2 separate regions of the Sus scrofa genome follow, and region 2 is linked to region 1. The links are chromatin contacts, called in public HiChIP or PLAC-seq maps. All regions are on one chromosome and are shown on one strand. Each heading gives the region's core, a stretch centred on a gene start, on an enhancer-like site or on the middle of the called end of the contact. The rest is flanking DNA. Distances are from core to core; before and after follow the strand shown.

Region 1 (2,700 bases), core at 144-2,643:
GACCTTTAAAATATATACATTTTAATAAACTATATGTATTTTTGATACATATATATCTCCAATCAAGTCCAATCAGGATAAAGCTCAAACCTCTTAGCATTGCCCAATATGATCTGATCTTTGTCTACTTCTTTGCAATCCCATCTCTCACTGCTCTCTGGACAACCTACATCAGCTGCACTGTGGGATCACTTCCTTAACTTCCTCTTCATCTAAATAACTCATCACTCTTCAGTCCTCAGAATAAGATCCTCACCTTCTGGCTAGGAGATTATCTTTGACCTTCAAACTAGATCAGGCACATCTGACGTCTTATCCTAACTATCTGTCTCATATACTGGAACATCCATTACCCTTTATTATATTTACCTCTGCCATTGTCTACCTCTTCTGATAGATTTTAGGGTCTGAAAACAGACCAAGTTACCTTTGTTCACCACTGTATGTCAAAGACGGGTGTAAAGCCAGTAAGACTAAGGGCTCTCCACCCAGAGACTGAGAATTAAAACTGAGGACAGCTGTGACTTTCTTTGTAACTTTCTTTATATCTAGAGACTGAAGCTTCAGGTAAAAGATTAAACCTCCTTAACGACCAAGGCAATTCCAATTAAACCCAAGGAAAGCAAACAGGTGGAGTCTCTCGCCGCTTCCCATGCTGAGTGACTGCTTGTCAGGGGTTCTCACACCACCAATCGCCACGGGGAAAATGGGGCCCCATTCCCCGACTAGTGGCCTTGATGGCTCAGCAAGGGGACCTCAGCGTTCAGAGTGATGCATACAAGACCAGAAAATGGGGGGCTGTAGTCCCTGGGTCCTCGGAGACCAAGAAGAGCTTTGGGCCAAGGCGAAGGACAAAGAGCTTTATTTCCCCACGTACCAAGCGAGGTGGCGCTGCCTCTGTGCGGTCCCGCCCGCCCCGAGACGCAGCCTGACGAGGACGGCGGGACCCTGAACTGCACGGGAGCGTCCTTGGAATCGAGGACGCGCCTCTGCCTGCTGGGGAAGCTCCGGGCGTCCGAGGCGGCCGGCGGAGAAGTTGCAGCGGCGCCCCAGCGGGGTCGCTTGGTGCAGGGCTCACAGCCGGGGCCCGCACTCATGCTGGGACCCGCAGCGAACAGTCCCCGGGCCAGCCAGGGCGGAGAGCCTCATTCACTAACCCGGAGAGGGACGGACTGCGCCTCCTTCTCGGCGCCTCCCGGCACCATGCCCTCTCTGCTGCTGCCTGCGTCTGCAGCTGCTGTTCCGTAGGCCTCCCGAGCCAGGCCCTATCCAGTCGCCTGCCTTCCCTCTTCCACAGGCACCCCACCTGCCTCAGGATGCGCCGCTTTGATTTTCTTGCTCCGTTCACTTTCCCACCACCGGAAAGCTGCCGTCAGGCGCTTCCGGTTTCCGGGACGTACGCTGTCGCAAAGCGGAAATGTGAGGTTTAGGTGCTGCCGGCGCCCGGAAGGTCAGCGTGTGAAGGAGGTGGTGGTAACGCGGGTTTCACCCGCTGTTACAGAGGAGCAACGGCCGAGCGGACGATCCCGGCCTGAGCAGCGGGGAGAAGCAGACCGGTAGTTTGCTGCAGTACCATGGAGGGCGGTGGAGGAAGCGGCAACAAAACCACAGGGGGATTGGCCGGCTTTTTCGGAGCCGGCGGAGCTGGCTACTCGCACGCGGATCTGGCGGGAGTCCCGCGTAAGTATCGGGCCTAGCTTACGAACATTTCTGACTGGTTCTTGCCACCACGCCAAACCTGCGGCGTGCCCTGTCCTTTTTTTGCTAGCGGTCACAAGCTTCAGTAGCAATCGTGGGGTTGGTGTATCTCCGGGGCCGCTCTTTCGACATCGAACGAATTTTTGGAGCCATAGATCCGGAGAAGGTTTCTGTGGTTGTCCTGGATCATGTCAACCAGGAGATGCTGCATGTTTTCTTCCTTTTATATTCAAGCTTTCTGCCTTCTCTTTCCTCTCGCACATTCCTGTATATTGGGCCTTGTGCTTGGCTCTAGGTGAAAAAGAAAACCCCCTTCTGCAAGTAAATGCATTCCAAATACCGAGTTCATAGATAACTTTTTAGCTCAAAGTCGCATATTCTAAAACCACAAGTAGCCGTCAGGGCCACTCATGCATACAGGGGAGAAAGAAACATGATTCGAGACAACTAGGGGAACACGGAAGAGAGCTGAATTTTAAAGGTAATTTATAGACAAGAAAGAAGCCAATATGAATTTTAGGAAGGGAAATACGTACAATCGAGGGTGCTGGAAGCACGAATGCCCTGCCTGTGCGCTCCTCAGTACAAAGAATGTGTATTCTAGATCTTTGAAATTATCTAACTGGGTATTCAACTGGATGACTAGAACTTGGACCTAAAAATAGGAAGTTGGTGGAGGATAAGCGTTTTATAAAACTATTTTCTCTTTTAAGAATTTTCGTACTACTTCTTTAGGTCTTTTATGCTCAGAAACCAAAAAAGCTTTTTTTTTTTTAAACACGCTTAGAAGTTCCTAGTGTGACCTGTATCAAAACTGAATTTAGGGCGTAGTTTGTATATGATAACTTATAGAACAGAACTGTAGGGAGTTTGTGTATAATAAGTCACAGGAGCTCCGCATTTGGAGCACAAAGGGCTCTGCTTTAATGTGAAAAACCATTGTTACATTAATTGAAATTTGAAGGTAAATTAAAAGATGGAGTCAATACCATTTATTGAGTA
Region 2 (2,700 bases), core at 126-2,625, 35 kb after region 1:
AGGTTGCAGATGCGACTGGGATCCTGTGTGGCGGTGACTATGGCTCTGGCATAGGCCGGCAGCTACAGCTCCGATTAGACCCCTAGCCTGGGAAGCCTCTACATGCCATGAGAGTGGCACTAGGAAAGGCAAAAAGACAAAAAAAAAGAAAGTTTCTGGTTTAGAGAAGCCAATCCCTTGGGCATGCTCTAACCAGCCCTGTCCTAAGAGTTCAGACAAGAGAAGAGAAAAGCACACACGTCACACCTCTCGCAAGTTATCTTTAATTTGCTGTTCAGCCCGAAGAACTCCACCAATAGCAAGCTCCAAGTCCCTCCGTGCATCACAACACCTCAAAAGAGGTTCTTTATTACTGGAGCAGCCATTCTGGTCCTGTGAGGTACTCATTCTGTTCACTGTTCCTTCAAAAGAAAAAAAAAAACCAAATTGCACCATAATTACAAGCATAAATCATCTTGCAATTATCCCCCAAATGATCATTCCAACCAACTCCCAGGTATTAACTACTTAGATTACTTTCAACATAGTACCTGGCACTTAGTACACTCTTAATAAATATTACCTCCTCTTCCCACCCACCACTGTTTTCCTGCCCAAAAATATTATGCATCTACTTTAGTAACACTTTACATGTGGAATAGATTATTTCTGAAAAAATACACTAAATTTTCCTGAACTGATATGACATATAGCCTCCAAAATGTTAACAGAACACTAGGATGTAAGTTTCTACTTATATACATAAAGACATAGGGGACATGTGTTCTTATTTTATAGATTTAGAGCTAAAGACTAAAAGGTCTAGAAGGACTCATAATTACTTTAAAAAGAAGTTTCAAAGCAATAACCCAACAAATAGAGTTCAGAACACTGTTTAGAGCTGGCATTTACCTAAATTTATTGAGAGGATTAAATTTATTTTTCATTTCTCCCCTTTGCCTTTTTGTTTGTTTTTTTCTGGCCACACCCACAGGATGTGGTATTCTCAGGCCAGCGATGGAACCTGGGCCACCAGAGCAACCCAAGCTGCTGCAGTGCCAAAGCCGGGTCCCTAACACACTGCATGCCATAAAAGAACTCCTTTTTTAAAAAATTTAGGAACAACTTAGACTTGCCTTCATAGCTAGGAAGCTTTCAAGAATGCAAATCTAACAAAATAATTTCATAGGATTCTGATATAAGGAAGTACTTACCGAAATTATGGGGAACTACAGAGGGTTTTCTAATAAGCTTAGGTTTACGAGTGAGGAGAAAGAGAAATAGAAAGAAGACCACATAGTCCAAAATATAATGAGACTGGGACAGAAAACTGTCAGAAAAGCAATGACGCAAAGCTTGACAAAAACTACTGAAGAGTAGTTTGGTGTCTATCCTGGATAGATCTAGAATCAGAGATGGTTTCTAAATAGAAAAAGAAAGCAGTGATCACTGTAGCCTAGCAAGGTTTCACTAAGCCTTGGGACACCAAAATTATCTCCTTCTTGCATAGTTTTACTAAACTGGCCAGTCAATGTAATCCTGTAGACACACCATATCTGGACAGATAGCAAGACCTGGGACAAGGTTGTATACTACCTTTGTGGACAAAGTGAACATGGGCAAAACAGAAGGACAACTAAATTGAGTAAGATTATTTTTTAGAAAGTACTCAAAGATAATGGGTTGAAGCCAGTCTGTTTTTAGAGTATGCCCCTGTTTTCCCCAATTACTCAACTGTTTTCCATAATTGCTTGGATCAAAACATAAAAGGCAGACATTAAAGTTAGAGATAACATGGGCTGTAACAAAAATAGATTTCAAAACAATCTCTACATAGCTGATAAATCTTATAAAACAAAAGTAGATTTTTTTTTTTTTTTTTTTTTTTTTTGTCTTTTGTCTTTTGTTGTTGCTATTTCTTGGGCCGCTCCCGCGGCATATGGAGGGCAGCATATGGAGGTTCCCAGGCTAGAGGTTGAATCGGAGCTGTAGCCACCGGCCTACGCTAGAGGCACAGCAACGCAGGATCCGAGCCGCGTCTGCAACCTACACCACAGCTCACGGAACACCGGATCGTTAACCCACTGAGCAAGGGCAGGGACCGAACCCGCAACCTCATGGTTCCTAGTCGGATTCGTTAACCACTGCGCCACGATGGGAACTCCGATTTTTTTAACTTAAATGGGGAAAGACAAAATGAAAGAGAATAACTTTGTTTAAAAGGATGGAGATTTTGGGGTTCCCATCATGGTGCAGTGGAAATGAACCTGACTAAGAACCATGAGGTTGCAGGTTCGATCCCTGGCCTCGCTCAGTGGGTTAAGGATCTGGCATTGCTGTGAGCTGTGGTGTAGGTCGCAGACGTGGCTCAGACACCGCATTGCTGTGGCTATGGTGTAGGCCAGCAGCTATAGCTCCGATTGAACCCCTAGCCTAGGAACCTCCATGTGCCACAGGTGCGGCCCTGAAAAGACAAAAAAAAAAAAAAAAAAAAAGATGGAGATTTTTAACTGAAAGCTCTATATGAGTTAACAATATGCTGGATCTCAAGTGAAAACAACTTACTATTTCCATTTACCAAAAGAACAGCATTTGCCACAGGACTAATCTGTTCTATGTTTATTAGACTAATTCAGAAATTTCTGAACCACCACCTTTAAAGAGAATCATTTACAAAAAAGGAAAAAGCCTCGAAACCATGAAAAATTGCTCCAGGAAGGG

Evidence for each region. HiChIP or PLAC-seq counts read pairs in DNA pulled down with a chosen protein or histone mark.
Region 2: a contact with region 1 is called in an H3K27ac HiChIP or PLAC-seq map of alveolar macrophages. The contact joins the enhancer-like site here to the promoter of PARG in region 1. A contact is called at or near these places in 2 of 5 promoter capture datasets (fetal liver and liver), 11 of 47 Hi-C or Micro-C datasets (brain, embryonic fibroblasts, fetal heart ventricle and 5 more) and 1 of 2 datasets of contacts at active chromatin or transcription factors (alveolar macrophages).

What each region holds. Positions count from the first base shown.
Region 1 is chr14:90,479,622-90,482,321 of Sscrofa11.1, forward strand. PARG (poly(ADP-ribose) glycohydrolase) reads right to left here and starts at 1,394. Exons shown (of 18, transcript XM_005671222.3): 1 at 1,307-1,394. LOC100157391 (mitochondrial import inner membrane translocase subunit Tim23) reads left to right here and starts at 1,334. Exons shown (of 7, transcript XM_001926555.6): 1 at 1,334-1,680. The coding sequence starts at 1,575.
Region 2 is chr14:90,515,101-90,517,800 of Sscrofa11.1, forward strand. NCOA4 (nuclear receptor coactivator 4) reads right to left here. Exons shown (of 10, transcript NM_001243122.1): 2 at 247-401. The coding sequence starts at 387. Among named protein-coding and RNA genes, the nearest start is that of NCOA4, 15 kb to the right of the region's middle. Within about 2 kb of position 1,376, at least 7 of the 83 cell types and tissues checked have an H3K27ac peak or open chromatin away from gene starts, as enhancers often do. A contact at or near this core is called in alveolar macrophages, where this site is marked.